Regions from separate parts of the Cricetulus griseus genome. Here region 2 is linked to region 1. Evidence: chromatin contacts called from public Hi-C data. All regions are on one chromosome and are shown on one strand. Each heading gives the region's core, a stretch centred on a gene start, on an enhancer-like site or on the middle of the called end of the contact. The rest is flanking DNA. Distances are from core to core; before and after follow the strand shown.

What was found. A called contact is a pair of places that touch in the nucleus more often than the background predicts.
Region 2: a Hi-C map of the CHO-K1 cell line shows a contact between it and region 1, with 5 times the contacts expected there. The contact joins the enhancer-like site here to the promoter of Pbx1 in region 1. A contact is called at or near these places in 3 of 8 Hi-C or Micro-C datasets (the CHO-K1 cell line and fibroblasts).

The regions. Positions count from the first base shown.
Region 1 is chr5:24,286,844-24,294,791 of CriGri-PICRH-1.0, forward strand. Pbx1 (pre-B-cell leukemia transcription factor 1) reads left to right here and starts at 3,086. Exons shown (of 9, transcript XM_027417092.2): 1 at 3,086-3,998; 2 at 7,259-7,332. The coding sequence starts at 3,808.
Region 2 is chr5:24,491,894-24,499,841 of CriGri-PICRH-1.0, forward strand. All of the region lies in intron 2 of Pbx1 (pre-B-cell leukemia transcription factor 1), which reads left to right. Among named protein-coding and RNA genes, the nearest start is that of Pbx1, 210 kb to the left of the region's middle. Within about 2 kb of position 4,443, at least 2 of the 6 cell types and tissues checked have open chromatin away from gene starts, as enhancers often do. A contact at or near this core is called in the CHO-K1 cell line and fibroblasts, where this site is marked.

The DNA of each region.
Region 1 (7,948 bases), core at 1,836-4,335:
AATCTATGCCCATACAACAAAACAGTCACAGAAGGATGGAATGAATCCCAGTTAGACACTGAGTGATGCCAGTCTGTATTTGTCTAGTAATTCAAGGAAATTTACATCTTCACCACAAAGTAGGGAGGTGTCAAAAATGGGACTTAAATTAGCCAAATTAAGTGGTAACTTGTTACAAAAGCCTACAAGAGACTCAGCACTGGATAAGTCATATTCCAGCTATAATTTTCATGGTATCAGTGCTGCTTTGCTCCAGGCTGGAGGCCATTCCCTTTCTCTTCCTCACCCATATCAAGTCAGTTCTCACAGTGGCGCCATCTTGATATGGTCTCAGCATCGTCCTTGCCTTCCCATTTCTCTTGCCTCCTTCCTAATGGATTTTACACGGCCCCCACCCCCAGACAATTTGGGCAAGCTGATAACCATTTACCTGTTGGTTTGGACAACTGTATAAACTAGCCATGCTACCCGCTCATATGATTGAAACGGTCTCTCATGTGACTTCAGTGTCTACCAGAGAAAGCACAATGCTGACAGCGATGCCTGTGCAGTCTTCTGTTGTGTAGACTTACCATTACTTCTGTTGTGTGCAAAGAGACCCCTGAAGCACATGTTAACCCTGCCTTCCAGTTCCAATGTGTCCTTCAGACCCACCTCAGATCCCACTAACATTTACTCTAAGCAGTTTTCACTTTCTTTCATCTCTTTTGTAGTGTGTGGTTTCTCTAGTATACCATTTATTTATATTGAAATGTATTTGGGCAACTATATGGAGTCATAGTTAAATGCCTAAGAACTGAGACCAGATCGTTGTGGTGAGCTAACTCAGTACCTTGAACAGAAAAGCTTAGGTTAGTAAATAGGAGTCATTTGTACAATTAATATTGTACACATCTCTAATTCCCCTAGCAAAATGACTCTAGACGATACTGATCTTAGAGTGTGTATGGTGCCTCTCTCAGTCCTTGGCTTGGTAATGTTTTATTAGGTTCATCACTCAGAATTAATTGCTTCAAAACTGATTTCTTATAGGCTCCTCTTCAACCTCATGTTGTAAGAGGCAAGGGATATATGAGACCACATAGGCTGAGATTGACATATGATTTTAAGTTTTACTCAACTTCTGATTAGTGTTGATTAAAGCATCAGCTTACAAGTCAAGATATGTGTGCGAATAAAACCACTTTTATTAAGTAATATGGCATTATCAGTACAGTTAATACACACTACTGCATGCCCTTATACCAATGGGTGCCAATGAGCATGTTAAGAGTTGCTTTGAAGTGCTTCCCTAAGGGCCCCTTATCTTGCCAAGTGTTTGCATAATGGTTGATGAAGAGAAGAGCATTCTATTTGAGGAGCTCCAAGTGCGTGGCTAGGTGATGTCCCATTCTGCTGATTGGGCATACTGAGGCTGGCCATATAGAGTCATGCTGGAACAGCACAGGATACACAAGAGTGTTTTAACTTCCAAAGCAGTCCTGGGCTTGCCTAAGTGATTGGTGGGTTTTTGTTTGTTTTGTTTTTATCTTATGAGTGTTGAGAAAATGTCCCCATTTAGATTCCCCTGTTAGCTGGACTAAAAGGAAAACAAAACAAAACAAAAAAATGTAGATTATCCCAGGCAGGAATTACTGGCTTCATCTGTCTGTCTGTCTATCTTTCTGGTTTTTCAAGACAGGGTTTCTCTGTGTAGCTTTGGAACCTGTCCTGGAACTCACTCTGTAGACCTGGCTGGCCTCGAAATCACAGAGATCCACCAGCCTCTGCCTCTCCAGTACCAGAATTAAAGGCGTGAGCCACCACTGCCTGGCTAATTCAATTATTTTTTGCCTATGTATTTTCAATCCCAGCCCTCTTGTTTTAATATCTGTTCTTCTAAGTACTTAAGTCTGTTTTCAAGCTACACACAAACAAGGCACACAAGTAACTTTGACCATATTCACATGTATCTCTTAGATTTGAGGCCTACTATACATAGACTCACTCATCCTTGGAAAGAGCCAAACTTGGGTATGAATTCCAGCTCTCATGCTTCATAACTATGGACGTTGGACAAATTCTTTAACTTTTCTAAGTTTCTTCTCTGTGAAATGCGAATAATATTATTCCATAATTCACAGAGATATCTTGGGAATTAAATACAATAACTCAAGTAAATTACTTTGTGCATAGTAGGCATTCAATAAATGTCAGTTTCCTTCTTCTCCCTGTTATTAATGCTTATTAGACTATATTAAAAACTAGAACCAGACTGTGACAATACAATCCTTTATTAAGTGTTTAAGCCAAATAATCAACTTCCCTCAGGGGGAAGAGAAATGTTGAATTCTTTTCATTTGGTGAACTTATTTATTAGTCTTTTTCTTGAGTTTTATTTGGTTTTAGTCCACAGTTAATAGCAATCTGTATTTATTTATTTATTTTTTTGCTGGCCTGGAGTTGAGTCTTTGCAAATTACCTACTGTCTCGACTTTCATCTGTTAGGGATCATTATGAACTATCTTAGCAGCTTGATTTCATTTACTAACTACGTCACACTACAAAGTTTTGCTCTCAACAGTTTCTCCGAGGTTTAAGGATTTCAGAGAACCAAGTTTATTGCGGCAGCGTCACTGCGTAGGCGAAGGAGGGGTGGGGAGGAGGGATCCACACCGTCTGCATGCTTTCGTGTTAATTTTACAGTCTTGCTTTTAAGCGGAGCCACGTTTTCCTCAAGGACGCAGCCTAAGAGAGGCAAGCAAGACAAGAGTCGGAGCTAGCCTCTCTCTGCACCTTTAAGGACTGGAGACTTGCTCTTAGCCCCGCCTCCTTCCCGGCCCACCTCTAAACTCTGATTGACAGGACGCCCGGGCGAGGAGGAGCTGAAGGAGGCTGAGGAGGAGGAGCAGGGTGGAAAGTAGTAGGAGGAAGAGGCCGTTTCTTTAGACTGGCCAATCAGAGACGGGGGCGGGGCTCTGAAGCCCTCCTCCCTCCGCTGGCCCCGGCCTCCTGGTCTCTCCGCCCCCTCCCCCCTTCCCTCGGCCCCCTCCCCTCTCCTTCTCATCCTCCTCCTCCTTCTTCTCCTCCTCCTCCTCCTCCTCCTCCTCCTTCTCCTCCTCCTCTCAGGCTGTGGTTTTTCTGTATATGTTTCTGGAGTCCTGAGCCTGGGCTAAACAAAAGCAGGAGGCTGACGGGGCTGCTGGAGTTTGCAGAGACACGGAGGAGGAGAGAGCTTGGGCTTTGCCTGCCGCCACGGCTGGGGGAGATCTGGCTTCTGCTACAGCCCACCCCCTTTGAGATCACTCTGGCCCGGAGTGGGGGTGGGGCAGGCGGGGGTGGGGGGGGAAAGTTTGCATTGCAATCCCCCTGCCTTCCTCTCCTTTCTCCCGGTCAATGCATATTTGCAAAAGGATTAAGCCACAGATTTAAGCGCCGGGAGCCCATTTCTGCCTTGCAAAGGAGATCGGACTGAAAAACCCAAAGGCAGCTCTGATTTCTTTTCGCCAAGTGGGAAGGAGGTTTATTTTTCTTGCTTTTTTGGAGTCAACACCCTTCCCCACCAGCCCTTATCCCCACCCTCACCCCGCAACCCCTTCACGCCCCCCTCCCCCTCCCCATCCTCCCACCATCCTCTAAAGAGGCAAAGAGATTTTTTTTTCCCTTTTGGTCTTTTTTTTTTTTTTTTTTTTTTTTTTTTAAACCCCGGTCCCTGTTTATCCTGAAAAGGATTTGAAGACAGCTTGAAGGATAAAAAGCCTCGGTGCTTTCCAGGCGCCGAGCCGAGGAGCCGAAGAGGAAGAGCCGGGGCTGCCGGAGCCTTCGGAGATGGACGAGCAGCCGAGGCTGATGCATTCCCACGCTGGGGTCGGGATGGCCGGACACCCCGGCCTGTCCCAGCACTTGCAGGATGGGGCCGGAGGGACCGAGGGGGAGGGCGGGAGGAAGCAGGACATCGGGGACATTTTACAGCAAATTATGACCATCACAGACCAGAGTTTGGATGAAGCGCAGGCCAGGTGAGATGGAGGCTTTTCTTTGCCTTTCTTTTCTTTTCTTTCTTTTTTTTTTCCTCCCTCTCGCAGGGGGAAACAATGGGAACCGAATCACTACAGCGCTTTCTTTTAAAAATGTTGTTTCTTTTCTCATTTTAACAAGCAACTCCATGGCGGAGGAGTAAAATTTAAAGGAGCGTTGTTATCGAAAGTGTGATCGCCCGTGCGGTGATGTGTCAGTGTGTAGATATTGTGCGTGTGTGTCTGTTAGAGGTATTTGTATGAATGCACACAAACACGCAGCCACGCCGAAAATGCTGCCAACTAATCCAAAAGCGGCCCTCGGCACTTTTTTTTTTTTTTTTTTTTTAAACTGCTTTAAAAAAGTGTATGAGGGAAGCAGAATTGTCAAGTTCCGAGCGGCATTCCTTGCCTTCTGTAGTTGAGGGACTTCGGAACATGACAAAATAAAAAATGTCCCAAGAACACTTTATTTGCAGAGGCCACTGACTCCTTACTTAGATAATTCAGGAAGTTTGATTTTCCTTCTTCATGTATCCCTCCATAATTTTTTTTTGGTCTTTTTTTTTCCTCACTCCCCACCCAAAACAAACAAAAACAACAAACAAACAAAAAGCAGGGTAGTTCTGTGTTAGATGTCAGACAGTAAGAAAATATCTTACAATCACTCCTTTTGGTTTTTAGAAAAAGAAAATGGGAAGAAAGGGAAGATAATTTTGCTCTGAGGACTGTTAGTTATAGAAGACTCGGATTTTGAGTTTAACTTTATTGTCTCTTAATTTGAGTTGGTGTTCTCTCACCTTCCCAGGACAGACACATATGTGTGGTCCTGTATAAAGGATGGGAACAGATATCAAGTATATTCTCTGCCCCATGCCTTTTCCAGGATCACTTAGAGTGCAACTGAATTGAAATGAAGGCATGTATGAATTTCATGTATTTCAGTAGGACAAGACATGAAGGAATATAACTATGAAACTGGGGCTTCCTTAACTGAACCCACCACCAGGTTCTTGACTCTAGGATTTTTACAGCAAATCCTCTTTCAAAATGAAAACACAGGTTAAGTGGCAAAGCCACTAACAGCTTGCCCAAGGCCCAACTCAGATAGGAAGGATTAAAAAAAAAATCCAATGGTCACATATGTCCACACAATCACTCAGCTTTGTTAATTTTTCGAGTGCTTTCTATTTTGCTTTGGAATTTTTAAAACATTACAAAATGACTAGCCCTTATGTGACTTAGTTATGTGGATAACACATAATATGAATTTTATGTAAGGGAAACAGAGCCTTGAGAAAATAAGAGGAAGCAGCTAAAAGCACGCATGTTATGAATTACACTTATTTTAGCTGCTAACACATGGAACATGTAAACTTAAAAGTGCTAAGGCTTAGGGCGCCTGAAAACTTGGTAATGTTAAAAGACTCCCCCCAAACTATTTTCATGCTTTTAATGGTGGAGGGGAAAGATTTTTGAAAAATTAATTGGTGCTCTTTTTGAATGTTATTATCCAAAGAAAAGCTAATGGGTATGGCAAACAAGAGGCTCCCCACTGGCAATTCTCTCTTGAATTGGAACAGATTTCTCCATAACATTGTTCCAGAAAAATACACTCAGACACCACTGATAAACTGGTTTGATCACAAGTTCATGAAGTGGAAGAGGCCAGTGAGCTTGGATCCTCGATACTTTTCTGTTCTCTCTTTTTGTGAAACTGAGGACAAACACTTCTCAGCGGGTATCCCCTTTAATGGCCTAGATGCTGAGAAAGATCAGATGCAGTTTGGGGACCGGGAAGAATACAGTTGTCTCTCTCCAACCCCATTTGTGTAGTGTGGGGAAGCAAAGCTTCTAGATGAGGCTGCCAATTCTTTGCATTTGGGCCTGTGTTAAAAACAAAAACAAAAACGGATGAGTGAGAAGTGTTTTTAAAGACCCAGAAAATATCTTCAATGTATTGAAATGTTTTCAGTCTGTTTTTAACCCCTCCTGAGAACTAAAAAAAATTTCTAACCTCTTTTTTTTTTCTTGAAACAGTATGTAGCTACTTAGACAATTAAGCTCTTTCCTTTGTAGTACATATTTGTTGATTCAGAAAGTAAGCTATGACTATTTTAGATGATGTGTATGTGTGCATTTTGAATTTTGAGTTTATTATTCTCTTGCTACACAGCATAGAGTGTATGTAATCCCTGCTCCTCTGGAAGATGTATCTTTTTTTTTTTTTTTTTAAACTTTAAAACTGATTGAAAAAGAATTGAATGTGTTTTGAGTGCCAGGGTTTTCTGCTTATCTTTACACGTACATTTAGTTAGTAAACAGAATTCCCTTAGCTAGTAGCTGATAAGATCAGTATTTTGTTTCCAAAACAATATCATTCTGCTAAGTGAGTCCATAATAAACTAGAAGGAAGGGCATTGTTCTGTCCCTCAAGTGCATTCTGAGTACAAACATGCACAACCACAGGAACCAGGTAAATCACTAATCTAAAAGGCAAAATTGTATTTATTTTTTCCCCGGTGGGTGCAAGGTCCTAATTGTAAATAATTGAATTTCAACACCTGCAAATAAGCCGTGTGCGCACAAGAGCCATAATGTGAACACAGAGAAATGAATTTATTCCCCATCTGGGTATGTTTGCCCCCTGGCAACACATTTCCATACTCTTTAACTTGGGGACTGAAATTTTATAAATTGACAGTTCTACTCACAAGACCTTTCAAGCATCTTATGTTTATGAGAATTCAGGGGCATCTGCAGAATGAATTCGAACACATGGATGAATTAAATTTGAAAACACATGCACACACACACACAGAAGCAGAGAGCTCCTAGGCTATGGTTCTTGCAGAGAAAATATACAGAACTGTTAACCTATGCATTTGGGCTGCTGCATTCATTGTCTTCAATAGGGTTCTTGGTTGAAGAATTACACTTCGATTTAACTACTTACCAAGAGGGGAAAAGACAGAAAGAGAAAAAGGAAAAGAAAGAAAACGCTCTCCCTAATGGGCATAATTTAGGTTATTTCTGCTCTGTAGTTAAATCCCTACTCTCACTGCTAATTAACATTGCTTCTTTTCCTATGGTGGGACTTTGTATATTAAGTCATAAAAACAATTGAAGCATGCCACAGAGTTAAGCTTGGAGTGCAATTTTTTTTTGGCTAAATGATCAGGTTCCCCCTGTACCTTGTCAGTTTGATCTTGAGTGCCCACCTAAGCTGTTGTGTTTGTTGTTGTTGTTGTTTTTTCTTGCAGAAAACATGCTTTAAACTGCCACAGAATGAAGCCCGCCTTGTTTAATGTGTTGTGTGAAATCAAAGAAAAAACAGGTAGGAATGAAAAAAATCCAACCTTTGGGTGCATTTCTTGGGCTAGTCAAATCACTGATCCTGTGGCCCTCTTACTCTTCTTGGGATCTTAACATTTTAAAATGCAAGTGATGCCATGAAAGACCTTTCTGCTTTCTCTAAAGGGGAACATCTTTGACAGCTGATTTCAAGTCTGTTTTCTTTAAAACTGACACCAACTGTTTTTGAAATTGGGGAAAAGTCAGAGGTTCCGACGGGAAATTCATAGAATGATATGCCTTTGGGGAAAATACGAAAGTAAAAGTCCATTTCCTGAAGGAATATATTTTCATCTGTAATTACTGCCCCCATCCCTCTGACCCCTACTATTGGGGGAGAGGTTTGAGAGATAAACTGTTCAGCTTGCTTTCTTTCTGCCACTTTTGTTATTTGTTATTTACACAGAGTAACCAACTTGGGGCTCTCAAAAGAGTGTCTTCAAATACCTTTGTGGAATGAACTATGCAACTAGGTGAAACCGGCTTTTGAATGGCCTCTGATTTTTTTTCTAGGTGAAACCGGCTTTTAAATGGCCTCTGATTTTTTTTTTTTTTCCTAGGAGGGACAGTCTTTGGATTTAGGGCACTACATTATCCTG
Region 2 (7,948 bases), core at 3,193-5,692, 210 kb after region 1:
CATGCAAGCACACACACGGGGCCTGATTGATGATAAGTGATCATACTGTCCGAAAAAGGAGCTGCCTGCTCCTTTTTGCCTCAGGACCAGGGAAGGCTCTCCCACTCGGGGTCTGGTTTTCTCAGATGTGATCACATCTAGCTCTGAGTAGCAGCCTCAGCCTGCCCTCCATATCAAAACTATTGCATGTCCAGATCAGCTTAATGTATTACAAAGGCAGTTCTTGGCTCCTTCTTGCATTCTGTGGCTTTGGAAGAGCTGTTGTACTCACTTAGCCTGTGCTGATGACATAATTTTGAATACTGGAGTCATTTAGTTGCAGTTTTAAATGAGTTGAAGTTCCCTCCAGTACTGTGGCACTCGGGGAATAAAAGCTTCTTCCTGAACTGAGTATTCAGCTTCACATGCCGCTAACACTGCAACACACACACAAACACACACACACACACACACACACACACACACACACACACACACACACACACACACACACACTCATTCACACATACACACACTCACACACACTCATTCACTCTCTCTCTCTCTCTCTCTCTCTCTCTCTCACACACACACACACACACACACACACACACACACACACACACACCCTATTTTCTTATCATGGTCCTTCTCCAGGGGAGTGCCACACTGTCACTCCAGTTGCCTGCTCTTTTAACTGTATGGGAAAGAACTACATGTTGGGGACTGATGTGTAGCTCCTGGTAGAGTGAGTACCTCACATGTTGAAGCTCTGGATTCTGCCCTTAGCATCACATAAACTGGGCATGCTGGAACTCACCTGTAGTGGCAGCCCTCGGGTGGAAGCAGGAAGATCAGAAGTTCAAAGTCATCTTGGACTGCATAGCAAGTTCAAGAGCCCGGGATGCTGAAGAGTCTCAAATAAGTGTCAGATGTTGGAAGGGTATTACAGAGCAACTGTTAGAGAGAATTGGTTAAAGAAAGATTTGACTTATGGTGTGCAGGTGTGGTAGAGACCACCTTGCAGCCTCGAAGAATGAGTAACAAGTTTGTACCCAAACAATTAGACTTAGGGAAAGACTGAGACACACAATGCCCTGTCAGTGGAGGCAGCTTCCTTAGGAGGACTCTTTGATCTTTAAAGAAATATGAATAGGAGGACAAAATAGATGACAATACAGATGTGGAGTTGCAAAGGGGAAATGGTTGCTTTTTTGTTAAGAGATGCAGAAGAGAATGGTTTCTTAGCTTGAGAGGATGACCAGTTTCTATGAAGAGGATGGCTTAAAATTTACAAGCAAATGACATGGAAGTGAAAATGTTTCCCTTCTCAAGCATCATAGGAGGCCATTTAGGACTTCAGAAATCATGCTGCCTCCTGTCAAAGGAACGTGCTAAGTAAATAATGCCTCCCCCGCCCCCAAACATAGTTTGAGATCCTAGAATCTCAAGTGAGGTGGGGGTGCTTCCATCTGGGAGCTAGAAAAGGCAGGCACCATCTGCTTTGGCTTGGTTTTGGCATCTTCAAGGTGAGGATGGGATTTACAATTTTTATGTGTTTTTTTTTCTTTATTTCTCAGTTCTGGTACCCATTTCTTTGTAACTCCTTGTCAGCTGGGCCGCACTCAGTCAAACCATATCAAGTATGGTTGGAGGCTGCAAGTTCCACTCTGCAGATAAAACTCTGCAGATGTTTCTGTGGTCAAGTTAGCTAGGGTATCTGTCTCCCCTTGCTATGGCTTAGGGGAACAGTCTGTTTATAATGGGCAAGAAAAATCTGCTCAGATGCAGTAACTGTGAGACCTTCCAAAGACTGGAAAGAGTCTAGGGAGTGGGCATCAGCTGCCATCTCGTTTTCCTCCCACAACACTAGCTTTTCCCCACTTCTCAATTGCTACCTCCCGGCATAATTACCATGGCAAGCATTTCCTGTTCATCCCCTGTAGGTACACCATGTTGCGCCAACAACGCTCGGCCCAGCAGGAATATACAGTATCCTTTGCCAGTGTCGATCCAGGCTTGATTACACTTCACGGCTGTAATTCAAGCCCGCTAATCCTCCTCTGTGGTAGGAAAAGAGGCCTGTTCTATTAGATAAGCTGATTACTGTCTGGTGTGTGCTTCATGCCTAGCAAGAGTTGTTTATATGTAGAATTATTGCCGGTTGGGGTCTGGGCCTTACCATGCTGAGGAAGCTCACTTTGGGGTCAGGGTATGTGGCTTCTACTTGGCCTGGGATGAGTAAGGAATGGCGTGTTCATGGCAGCTATTTTTTTTCTCTCAGTTTCTCTGCTAGCAGCTCAGATATTTCCTTTGCTTCCCTATGAATGGACGAAACAAGTTATTCAGAGGCTTGGACTTCAGCTTGCAGGAGCCCCTGCAAAGCAAAGACCACCGCCCCAGACTTGGGACCCCTGATGGGGTTTGCAGTGCACTGTCTTGAGAGCTGAGTTAGTAAGGTCTCTGGCACATCAAGTTGAGTGTGTGGTGAACTTGTCAGCCAAAGACTCCAGACAGCCCAACCACAGGGGGAAAATGTCTGCTTAAACTGAGTAAATGCTTTCTCACAGCCAAAGAAGTCAGCTTTGATGCCTCAGAAGGTTAGAATCCACTCTGCCAGCCCACACTGGTCTGGTGGGCGGCTTGTGGCCTGGGTGCAACACTCTACAGCTCTTGCTTGTCCACCACGAGGAAGTGTGTTGGGGACACCTGTCTGGGAAGTGAGTTTACTCTGATTCCTATCTGTTGCACCGTCGGGATTCTCATTTCTCATAGGGTGAGGGTACCTCATCCCCAGATGCAGCCCCTAGATTCTGTTTATCTGTGGCTCTTCAGTGTTGAAATCCTATGCACTGTTGCTAGGTTGAATGGTACAAGGTTCTGTGGATGGTGAGGAGTTGCAGGGAACCTCCAGCATCTGCCTCTGTCAAGCTCTGCATGAACATGTTTTTGGGTTCTGTTGGTGTATCTAAACACATGGGCAGCCTAGGCTCCAGTAAAGTATTATGATGAGGTGCAATTTCCTTAACTGTGAGGTGGTTGGGTGAGGAAACTTCATCCACTGTGCTATGTTCTACGAGCTGAATTCTAGCAATAGTCTCGTTTGTCTGTCTTTCCCATGCAACCATTTGTCCATGTCAGGAATGCCTTTAGTCATTGTATTTGTGTGTCATCAGTATCCGTCTAGGACATAGTACCCACTCAGGGAATGGTTTGTGAAAGTGTGTATATAGCGCGCGCGTGTGTGTGTGTGTGTGTGTGTGTGTGTGTGTGTGTGACAAAGCACAACCTTGGCTATCATTCCTCGGGAATCCTGTCTCTACCTTTTCATCTTGCTTTTTGAGACAGAGTCTATAACTCATCAATTAGTCTAGACCTGTTGGCCAGTAGGCCTCTGGGGATTTACCTGTCTCTGCCTCCCTTCCCAGTGCTGAGATTACAAGAGTATACCCCTCCCCCTACCAATGGGTTCTTAGGGATTGAACTCAGGTTTCCATGCTTATAAGGCAAGTACTTTTTGTAAACTTAATCAACCAGCCTACTTTCAATAATGCTTTTTTTTAAGTGTAATGGATAAACAAATTAAGTATATTTCATAAAAAAAGGAACTGGTCCATGAATGAATTGCTATAAATCTCTAGGCATTGATCACAGTTCACCAGAGCTGGGCTCCTTTTCCTCTTCCATCCCTGCCTTTCTTTGTGGGAGCAGAGAATGTCAATCCCCAAGAATCTGGGTGTGGCTCAGGTGTAAAGGGCATGGTCACCCCTGCAGAACCATATGGTTGATGAGACAAGGTGCTGTGATGTGATCCAGAAGGGACATGGTGTAGTACTCTGTCCTCAACGCTAGGACATCTGTCCCTGTCATGCCTCTTGATCCAGAGACATTCTGTGAGTTATTTTATCTCCCTCTCCTAAAAAGACTCCCCCCACCCGAGTCCTCTTTCCCTCCTTAAACTCTGCTCTTTGGTTTCTAGGGAAATCATAGTTTCTTAAAAATCAGCATATTCTTCAAATGGATGAATTCTACCCCTAGGGATTTCTTTTCCTTGTAAACTTAAATTAATTTGTCACTGAAAGAAAAATCCAAAAGCAACTACAGTGAATTTTACACACCAAAGCAAAGCAATAGAAGTGACTGCAAAATTTTAAACCAATCTGAGCACTAGGGAGTCTTTGCTGTATAAGGATTAAGTCTCTCCTCTTTCATTGTGAAGAATTTAGGAATCTGAGACCAGTGTGTCCACCCTTATGTATGCGAGCTGGAGCTTCAACAGCTGGGCCAACATTTCAGACTGAATGCCTGTATTGGATTCGTGGTCTTACGTTTTTGTGCACTCCAAGTGCCCTATACACATCAGGGAAACAAGGGAAAGCTGCCATTCTCAGATGGTGGCTATGTTTCATTCACCACATAAATTGCGTAAATGCTTAGCAATCAGATGAGTAACTGGAGAAACCATTCCTTGACGTTTGCTTTAGCATCTTTGAAACAGTCTCAGGGGTGTTTGGGTCATGAGACTAATGGCAATGCTACTTTTCATGAGGAAAACCTGAGTAGTTAGTCACAGGACACCAGCGCCCACTACAGTGTTTCTGGAGTGTAGGCACAGGACCAAGCACAGGACCACAGGAGTGACCTGCAGGAGGGAAGAATTACAGAAATGCCTGCTTCTTGTTTTGTACACACACACACACACACACACACACACACACACACGCACGCACGCACACTGTATTCCTATCACTTAACTTCTGGACAGATGATCCACCACATGTCATGGCCATCCAGAGTTTTAAAACCATTAGTATTGTCATTGGCCTAAAGTAGAAGTCTCTAGATCTGGACCAATCACTGTATCTCGGGATCCTGGCTAGAAGAAGGGCCGATTAAGGGCGATTCACACTGCTTATGTTCCATTCACACTGCGTTGTGTAATCTTAAGCTAGTTGCTTTATTTTCTAATGTCATCATGGCTCCAGTGCCCATTTAGAGGTAACTTTCAAAGATGAGGTGTTTTATAGCATTTTAACTTTGCTGTAGGGAGAAGGAATATATGTTCTACAAATATTATAGAACCTTGACAGAAGAGCTAGGCACATCGTTCATTGGAGCCATCAAGCTGCCTTTCTCTACACTGTTTCTGAGAGCTCAGAGGTCATCTTGGTGGCAGAGGGATGGTGATGGAGTTCTGTTTTGCAAAGCAGAAAGAGAGCCAGGAACTAAAAGGTCATCCTAGCCGGGATGCTGAACTTGAAAACCAAGGTGTGGTACCAGCTGATCATCACTGTGCTATCAGGAAGAGCAGCATCCAGCTCCATCTTCCAGCATTGGAAGCAAAGGGAGATTCACCTTTCAAGAGGACTGTGGCCCTTACTGTAACTTTTGGAGGTGTGGTAGTCGAAGAATTCTGTGAATTTTTTGTCTATGTTAGGACAGAAGGGGGTATTTTTGAAGCTGTGGAAATGACACCATGCTATCAGTTTTACTGGTGTAACTTGTTTAGGAAAAACAGAAAGGAATTTTGTAAAAGGCAGCAGAGAAGCTGACATTGACCTCTACCCTGTGAGACTACAGGCTGCCCCTTAATGTCTGTTTGTCCACCCCGCTACCTGGGCACCAGTGGAAACAGCTGTGAGACCAGAAGAGGGGAGAAGGAACCCCAACTTAATTTACCTGCAGAGCTAGTTCTGTGTCCTGTGTACTTCAGTTCAAGCACCAGCAAAAAAAGGCTTAGCCCCCCATTACCATCTATGGAGCATTCACAGCAACCACACTAAATTTTGTAAGTTGATATGTAAAGTTTAATTCCCACAAAAAAAGAGTCATTAAGGATACTTGGGTTCTTTCATCATCAGCCCATTATGTATGCTGCCAAGTTCACTGAGTGAAATAGCTCCTTCCACCATGATCTTGAATAGTCATCTTCGTTCTGTTTGACTCTCTGTATCTGAGGTGTGGGCCATGTGGAGAACCGGTACCCAGCAAGCTTGCTGCTGTCGTGATCACCCAGGTCTTTGGAGGGACAGCACTATGGGTGAAATTTGTGGAGACCATTTTGGGCAAGCTGATAAAACTTTACTTTAAGGTGGCTCTGGTGTGCACCTGTAATTCCATCCAGCGCTTGGGAGCCGGGAGGTGGAGGCAGGAGAATCAGGAGCTTACCACCCTTAGCTGTGGAGTGAGTTTGATGCCAGTCTGTGCTACATGAGAGCCTGTCTCAAAACAGAACTTTACTTTAGCTGATCTGCAAGGATGTTGCTAGACACAATAGGCCTGGCCTGTCTGCAGTCATGCCCAGTGCCGATGCCAAGCAACCATGTAGAAAAAGAAAAGCAAATTTGGTTTCTAAAAGGGAGGTTTTATAATGGAAAACAGCCTCTGGCCCAAATTTCATGGCTCCAGTGATGGCTTCTCCCCATTCTATAGGGGACTTCCTGCATAAGCATGAAGGCCTGAGTTAAAATTCCCAGTACCCACGTAAAAACTCAGGTGTGACTACACATCTCTGTACCCCCAAGGACTTCTGTAACTTGATAGCAGTGAGACTGGTTCCAGGTTCCATTAGAGACCTCAAAGGAATATGGCAGAGAGCGACAGAGCAGTGTCTGCTTTCTCCATGCAGGCACACAAATGCACATGCATCATACATGCACACACACACACACACACACACACACACACACACACACACACCTATCAAAAAGTGTGTGCAAGTGCCTGTGCGTGCGTGCGTGCGTGCGTGCGTGCGTGCGTGCGTGCGTGTGTGTGTGTGTGTGTGTGTGTGTGTGTGTGTTTATGTATGTAAACAGGGACAGCTTGCTATTAGCTCTTGGCTCTCCTGGAGGCTAGGAGGCTCATAAAGTATCATCCCAAGGTGCTTGCTAAGCCAGGCTGGGGGTCTGGATGATGGAAAAGCTCTGGAACTTTCCAAGCAGATATTACATGTTTGGAGAAGATGTTGGCTTGCTAGGTGAATGAGAAAACAAGACACTTCTTCAGGGAAATATGGTAGTAACTGGAGTAAATAAGGCCGAGCCTCAGGGAGGAGAATCCTTAAAGGAAAATGAGGCTAGTGCCTCATCCATCTCGCTGCCAGCTATTGATGTATTTAGCCAGAGCCTTGTGGTATAAATACATTTTGATGATGCTAAGCCTGATGCCCACTGTACCTTTCCCCAGAGTGGGTGCTTCCAGTGTGAGTGTTGAGGAGGGAACTCTATCTCAGGGCACAGAGAGGAGTGGGAGCTCTCCCCGAGTTCCTGATGTTACAAGTGTGCCGAAACGAGCGGAGGCAGCAACAACAACAAAAAGCCCATCTGAAAATCTGAGCCTAATCTCGCCCATCTGCTCCGGCGCTGCTTCCCCTCACTGCCTGCCAGGATGTCTGCCGCAGACGCTAAGTAGCACATTATTTTCGATAAGTTGCAATCATTTGCTTGAAATCTACTTCTCCTTTAAAATGTCCCCTGGAAACCAGAATCGGCATTTGAGAAGCCTGTTTAGGATGGAATGTGAGTGCCCGCATGACTTCAGGATAAGTGTGACCCACTTGGCCAGCAGATGTCCATGGCTTCATGATTCAGCCACTTAGCTGTGTCGGAGGAGAATGAGAGACACCATGGAGGACAGCCCAGGAAGACAATGCTACTCCAGAGGGCTGTGTCTGCAGGGAAAGATGGAAGTTCTGAGATAAGAAAGAATGGGTAGTACTGAGATAGATTAATCCCTATCCCCTAAAGGCAGTAAACTGGCTTTCTTGGTCTCTGAGATGTTTGTCTCTTTTGAATGACTAAGCTAAGGAATGTGACTAGGCTAGAGCGCAGGATCTCTAATGCCCTGTCCTCATCACAGCCAGCATTCCTCAGCTCATGCCTGTGTCATGAGACTCCAGACAGTCAGCTTTCAGTCCTCCTGGCTGGTCTTTGTTCACCAGTGCCTGGGGGCTTCTGGAGAATGCTGGAAA